Regions from separate parts of the Macaca mulatta genome. Here region 1 is linked to region 2. The links are chromatin contacts, called in public Hi-C maps. All regions are on one chromosome and are shown on one strand. Each heading gives the region's core, a stretch centred on a gene start, on an enhancer-like site or on the middle of the called end of the contact. The rest is flanking DNA. Distances are from core to core; before and after follow the strand shown. Region 1 holds the start of PHPT1 (phosphohistidine phosphatase 1). Region 2 holds the start of TRAF2 (TNF receptor associated factor 2).

Region 1 (3,583 bases), core at 525-3,024, 38 kb after region 2:
GCCCTGGAGGACAGTGACCGTGGGAAGAGCAATCAGGCCATCACCAGGGCCCCCTTATCAGACCCCAAAGGGCTGAGTGTGCATGGCCACTCCCTGGGGCCACTCCTGTGCTCCCCCACCCACCTGCTTTAGTTAGGGTCTGGGGGGCCCTGGAGGTGGTGACGCACGGTGCGGAAGCCAAGGACAGAGTTCAGAGACTGGGAGGCGTGGCAACACGTTTAATTCTGTGGTCAAGCTAGCCTGTCTGCAAAGCCTGGCAGACGGCAGGTCACCAGGGGCTGCCGCAGAAGCAGGCAGGGCCAGCCCCGAAAGGGGTGCAGGCAAAGGCGGGGGCTCTGACATGGCTGCTGGAGGTAGCAGGCCCCAGGCTGGGAGTGCTCAGTAGCCATCGTTAGCCCAGGTAACCTCGTAGTCGGGGTACTTGGCTTTGATTTTCTCAGTTGAAATGGCGTGCTGGGCAGGACCATAGGCCTGGAGAGAGAAGACGCCTGCTGGCACCACCTGGACCCTTCGACCCCATGCCCTGGCTCTGGGCATCCAGCCACCAGCCACACCAGAAGCGAGTGTGGGAAAGGGAGAGAGTGCCTGGGGGTGCCAAACCCACCATCCCGACTGCCCTTGGGGGCTCCCCTGGGGAGAGGCGACCTCCACAGGCAAGCAAACCTTGAGGGTGGATCCTGGGGCTTGAGGCACCCAGAGGGACGCACGTGGCTCTCATCTGCTGGTGGTTTTTGTGAAGAGCACGGGCGGGGACTCTGAACTCCACCCAGGTACTGACTGCCTCTGGGGGCCCAGGGCGCAAAGTGCTGGAGGACAGCTAGAGCCCAGCAAGGCCTCCGGGGGCAGGGAGAGGGAACGGCAGGCCATGTCTGGGGGTCTCCCTCCCGCCCCTCAGGTCTGGCATGTGCTCCATGGGGGAATGCAGGAACACAACTGGCCCTGGAAGGAGGGCTCTGCCGCCCACCCTGGGAGAACCCCGGGAAGCCTGCGTGCTCATCTGGGGCCACGGGTCAGGGCAGCAGACTCAGGTGGGCCTCGAAGCTGGAACCGGGGCCTCCAGCAGGGCGGGACGGGGCTGCGGCTCACCATGGAGTAGCCGTACACGTGAATCTTCTTGTCCTGGCTCTGGTGGGAGATGCGCCCGCCGCCCAGACACTCACAGTCACAGCCCTGCTTCTGCATGTCGCCCGACACTTTGTCGTAGATGTCCGCTGGGATGGGAGGGCGACCTCAGGACGTGCCCTGGCCGCCCTTGGAGGCCGCGGGAGGAACTCCCGGCCGAAGAGGTCTAAAATCCCAGCTCTGAACAGCCTCTTCCCCAGAGGAGACGAAGCCCCTTGAGGCTGGGACAGGGATGAATGAGAGGAGGGTGGAACCGGGGCGAGCTCGGGGACTGGGAGACTGTCGTGAGGCGGGGGGTGTCAGGCTGGGTCACGCCTTTCCCGCCCAGGACCTGAGCCTGGCTCAAACCTAGCAGGGGCAGGGCTGGGAGCAGAACGCAGTCGGTGGCCCGCAGCACCCACCCCGGCCCGCCAAGCCCCGCCCCCGCCTCGCCAGCCCCGCCCCTCGCACGCCGGCAGGCCCCGCCCTCACCATGGTACTCGGCCCACTTGTAGCCGCGCACGATCTCCTTGCTCTCCGCAGCCGGAGCGCCGGAGCGCGGAGCCGAGTGGACTCGGATCAGCACATACTTGAAGACACCGTCGGAGTCGATGTCCACATCAGGAATGTGAGCGAGGTCCGCCGCCGCCATGTTCTTCGTCCCGGAGGCCCCTCCTCCCACCCGACCCGGGGACCGCTTGTACTGCGGAAGGCGGGCTCTGGGAAAGCGGCGACCAATCCCGTCGGGGAATGCTGCCCAAGACCCAGCGCCTCAGCCAATTGTACCGCCGACCGAGGCACGCGCTAACCAATCGCAATCCAGTTCCTTGCCGCCTTGCGGCCCTGTCAGCCCCACTAGCCCCACTTAAAGGAAACGTGGAACCGGGAATGGGGGGTGATTAAATCCAGCCAACGGAAAAGTTCCTCTCCAGCGGGGTCCGGTGGCACCCTTGGAGCTGGGCAGTTAGGCGGCCCGCGAAGCTGGGGCAAGGAGGGAGGCCTGAGGGACGTCCCAGCCCTGATCTCCCGTCCCGCACGTAGTCCGAAGACCACCCTCCCCGTGGCCCCCACCGCCCGAAGGCCTCCTCCTCCCCCCTCCACCGTCCGAAGGCCTCCCCCTCCCCCTTCCACCGTCTGAAGGCCTCCCCCTCCCCCCTTCCACCGCCCGAAGGCCTCCCCCTCCCCCCTCCACCGCCCGAAGGCCTCCCCCTCTCCCCTCTCCATTGCCCGAAGGCCTCCTCCCCGCAGCCTCCATCGCCCGAAGGCCTCCCCCTCTCCCCTCTCTATCGCCCGAAGGCCTCCCCCTCCCCCCTCCACCGCCCGAAGTCCTCCCCCTCTCCCCTCTCCATTGCCCGAAGGCCTCCTCCCTCCAGCCCCCACCGCCCGAAGGCCTCCCCCTCCCCCTCCAAAGCCCGAAGGCCTCCCCCTCCCCTCTCCACCGCCCGAAGGCCTCCCCCTCCCCTCTCCACCGCCCGAAGGCCTCCTCCTCCCAGCCTCCATCGCCCAAAGGCCTCCCCCTCCCCCCTCCACCGCCCGAAGGCCTCCCCCTCTCCCCTCTCCATCGCCCGAAGTCCTCCTCCTCTCAGCCTCCATCGCCCGAAGGCCTCCCCCTCCCCTCTCCATCGCCCGAAGGCCTCCCCCTCCCCTCTCCATGGCCCGAAGGCCTCCCCCTCCTCCCTCCACCGCCCGAACGCCTCCCTCTCTCCCCTCTCCACCGCCCGAACGCCTCCCTCTCTCCCGTCTCCACCGCCCGAACGCCTCCCTCTCTCCCCTCTCCACCGCCCGAACGCCTCCGTCCCCAACCCCGCTACCCGCACAAGGAGGCAACAGCAGCCACTACATTCAAGTTCTATTTTACTTGGTTCGAAAGCTCTTGCCTCCTGGAAATTATTTCGGTCCAGGGGCGTTCCTGGCCGGCCCTCTGGGGTGGGGCCGAATGCAGAGGCCCTGGGGCAGGGGGCGCGGGGCGCGGGGCGCGGCGGCGGGTGGGCAAGCGGGACGCCTGGCCGGTGCAGACGCGCGGGGACGAGGTGGGCGCGCCGGGTGCGGGAGCGGGGGCGGGGGTGCCCAGTTTCTCTCACTTGGTGTCCCCTTCCCTGGCTTCGAAGTAGGGCTAGGGACTCCAGGAGGGCCCTTGCGTTTGGCCTCCACCCCTCTCCCAGACACCCCACCCTCCAGAGAGCCCCGGGCGCGGACCAGCGTGCGCTTGGGGGGCAGGTGGAGGCCAGGCCCCCGGGCTTGCCCCTCCACGCCCGCAGGACGGAGTGCGGCCAGAGCGGGTGTGCGGGGACCTCTCGGGACAGGTCAAGCCCCTTCGGGTGGGTTTCTGTGCTTACCGACTAGCTCGCTCCCTCACCTGCTCGCACCACGCTTTCCCCTCCAGGCTCCCACCTGGGAACGCCCCCTGTCCCTTGGTCCTTCCTCTCCTAGCCAGGTGTCAGCTCTGGCCAGGCCGACATGCTCTGCTTCCCCTGCCCAAGTC
Region 2 (3,534 bases), core at 1,025-3,524:
TGAGGCAGGAGAAGAGCGTGAACCCAGGAGGCAAAGGTTGCAGTGAGCCGAGATTGCGCCACTGCACTCCAGCGTGGGGACAGAGCAAGACTTCCCTCCACAGGAGAGTGGGGGGCATCTGGCACCCTTGTTGCTAATGGGGCTGAGCTGTGTGTTCCCTTCACAACGGGACACCCCCACAAGAAATCACAGAGGCCTTCACTAAGCTGGAGTCATCAGGCAGCTGAGACCTGACATCCTGACTCTGGTGTGTGAACATGGTTTGGTGGCATCGGTGACTCAAAAGGACAAGCTGTATTGTTACGCAAGTCAAACGCCGCCCAAACCATGACACCAAATCAGATATGGGTGCAACCTGGCCGCTGCAGGGGTCACCTCGTCGCCGCAAACGTCGCCTGCGTTCAACCCAGGTCTTACTCTTCTCACAGGCAGACTCCAAGATGCCCCAAATGCTGGAGATTCAAACTTCCTCGACTCCTGTCTCCACCAACAGTGCACGACTGCTTCATACAATACTGAACTTCACGCAAGAGTTCACTGGGTGGCACCCGATTCTAACCCACTTCTATAAAAGCCCATCTGAACATTGATCTGGAACACTGATCTGCATGCAGCCATGAATATGAGGCCCTCCAAATACTCGAAGTTCACTTTAAAATTATAATTTCATGGCCGGGTGCGGTGGCTCATGCCTGTAATCCCTACACTTTGGGAGGCCGAGGAGGGTGGATCACCTCAGGTCAAGAGTTTGAAACCAGCCTGATCAACATGATGAAACCTCATCTCTACCAAAAATACAAAAATTAGCTGGGCGTGGTGGCGCGCGCCTGTAATCCCAGCTACTCGGGAGGCTGAGGTAGGAGAACCGCTTGAACCCACGAAGCGGAGGCTGCAGTGAGCCGAGATCGCACCTCTGCACTCCAGCCTGGGCAACAAGACCAAAACTGTCTCAATAAATAAATAAATAAAACTATAATTTTATATGTAACCCCATCTTTTTCAGGCTCAACACAATACCAAATAGAAACTTGGTAACAGCCGAAACTCCTAACAATTGTTTATACGAAAGTATCAGAAGCAAGCGTTGCAGGAGAGAAGCTCTTGAATCTTATAAGTGTTCACCCATTAATACCTTTAGTTTCTCGTATTAAAAACTGGAGCTGTTAACACGGAGAGAGATTGAGTTACAGTGCAGCAATTCCGTCCCTTCAAGATCATGTGAGCAGGGTCCGTTCTCAGTCCTAGTTTCCCTTGACTTGACCCAGACAAGGCTCCCTCCTCCTCCGAGCCCCGTCTTCACTGGCTGCCCTACACCGAGTGTGCGTTTGGTGCTCTTCTGCACTGACCCTCAGCCCTCAGGGCCGCAAAATGCCAACTCCAAAATACCCAGCTCTGGCCCTGACCATTCCCCTGACCCCAGGCTGCACATCTGGCCGCCTCCCGAGAGGCCATGGGCGCTGTGACTCCTTCATCTTGGCCTAGGAAGCACCAGCCTTCAGCTGCTCAGGCCAGATTCTTGCAGACATTCTAACTCCTTTTTCTCCGCTCTACCTTCCACAAACATCCCCTGCCAATCCCAGGCCCAGGCCCTGGCCCCGGTCCCACCCGGCGCAGCCCATCCCGGCACCGGCTCCTTGCTACCCCCGACCCTCCCAGCAGCCAAAGGGACTTTTCCACCCAGGCTCAGCCGGGGTCTCCCCAGCCACTCAGCAGGAAGGCAGCAGAGTCGGCTCCGCCCCCAGCCTCACCGGTCTTCCCCGACCCCCGGCTGGGAGCGCGAGCAGCCTCAGGGGTCGGAGGCGCCCCTGACCCGCCCGGGCACGCAGTCGGGTGGGGGTGCGGGGATTCGGGAACACGAGGGGCCCACACCTGAGCGTGGAGGGGGCGACAGGACGCGGGGGAGCGGCGGACCCGGGGCAGGGCAGGGCCCGGTGGGCCGCCCACGGGCCTCAGGCGGGGCTGGGAGCCGCGACCCCGCGCGAGACCCGGGACCGTGCCCCGACGCTGCTCCGAGGACGGCCGCGCGCGTTCCCGAACTTTCCCGCGCCAGCCCCGCTCCGACTTGGTTTCCGGCCCAGCCGCTCAGAGAAATCCCCTCGGACTGGCCCCGCCCCCGCCCCGCGGCCTCTCCCGCCCCCGCTCCCGCTCCGGCTCCGGCCGGGAGTCGCCCTGAGAGGTGCCCGCGCCTGCGCCCGACCCCGCAACCGACCCCGCGCCCGCGCCCGACCTCGCCCCCGACCCCGCACTCGCCTCACCCAACGGTCGCGGCGCGCCCGGAACTAAGGGCCCGCCCAGCCACCGCCCCCAACGCCGCCGCCGCCACCGCTCCGCCGAGGGGGCCTGACGGACGGACACGGGAGCCAACCAGCGAGCCCTCAGGAAGCCGTAGCGGGCGCCGATTGGTCGGCGCTGAGACGGCGTGGATACCTAAGTCGCCCTCTGCTACTTCCTCACGGAGCGCGCCGGAGCGCTGGTGCGGGGAGTTGGTCCCGGGAGCTGTTGTAGCGCTGCGCCGTGGGGTCCGCGTCAATTGGGTCGGTTTCCCAGGTGCGGCGAGACAGCGAGGCCCTTGCTTCCCCTCCCGTGGCCCCCGTGCGGAGACCCCTGCCGCACACCCGAGAGGTGAGCCAGGAGCCCAGGCCGGGCGGCACCGGTTCCCACGAGGCGCGCGTCGCGGGACGTGGGGCCCTGGCGGGGCGGCCGCGACCTGCCGGACACCTGCGGGTCCCTCTGCCTCCCCCGGTGCCGGGCTTAGAGCGGGGCCTCAATTTGGGTTACATTTATGAAAAACGACCAAAAGAATACTGCACGCTTAAGTAAGGTATTAAGGATATGGGTCTCCTTTTGGGTTGAGGTAATGCTCTGCAACCAGACAGTGGTGACGGCCGCCCGACATGGCCGGTGTGCTAATCCACTGGGTTGTGCACTGTATTATTATTTTTTTGAGACGGAGTTTCGCTCCGTCGCCCAGGCTGGAGTGCGGTGGAGTGATCTCGACTCACTGCAACCTCCGCTTCCCGGGTTCAAGCGATTCTCCTGTCTCAGCCTCCCTAGTAGCTGGGATTACAGGCGCCCGCCATCACGCCCGGCTAATTTTTGTATTTTTGGTAGAGACGAGGTTTCACCATGTTGGCCAGGCTGGTCTTGAACTCCTGACCTCAAGTGAAAACACAACCTGTGACCTCCAGACACTCAAACGAAAACAGTGGCCTTGGCGGCCAAAACAGGGGCTGCCCTAGGAGTCCTGTGGGCTGCATGGGGCAGGCGGCACCGTCATCTGCTCAGGAGAACGGGAGCTGCAGCAGGTTCTCTCTGGCGGTGCACGGGCTAGCACCGGACACACCACCTCCCCTCCAGCCAGCTTTTGGTGAAATGGAGACCTTTCTCCCCGCTTTGCAGAGAAGGAAACGTTCACAGAGGTAAGTCTACTCCAAGCATTCAGACCCTGAGACCACGGGACTGCTCAAAGATGGAATACACTGCAAAACAGGGCAGGCTCTGAAGTTACATAATTTATTCAGGCCACGCTGTGTC

The links. Hi-C and Micro-C count contacts between places; a contact is called where the count stands out from the background.
Region 1: a contact with region 2 is called in a Hi-C map of liver, with 4 times the contacts expected there. The contact joins the promoter of PHPT1 here to the promoter of TRAF2 in region 2. A contact is called at or near these places in 2 of 14 Hi-C or Micro-C datasets (CD4 T cells and liver).

Annotation. Positions count from the first base shown.
Region 1 is chr15:5,617,643-5,621,225 of T2T-MMU8v2.0, forward strand. It overlaps PHPT1 (phosphohistidine phosphatase 1), which reads right to left and starts at 1,775. Exons shown (of 4, transcript XR_013405256.1): 1 at 1,594-1,775; 2 at 1,087-1,211; 3 at 664-783; 4 at 204-471. It also overlaps a transcript of AJM1 not described here.
Region 2 is chr15:5,578,942-5,582,475 of T2T-MMU8v2.0, forward strand. TRAF2 (TNF receptor associated factor 2) reads right to left here and starts at 2,275. Exons shown (of 11, transcript NM_001194792.3): 1 at 2,256-2,275.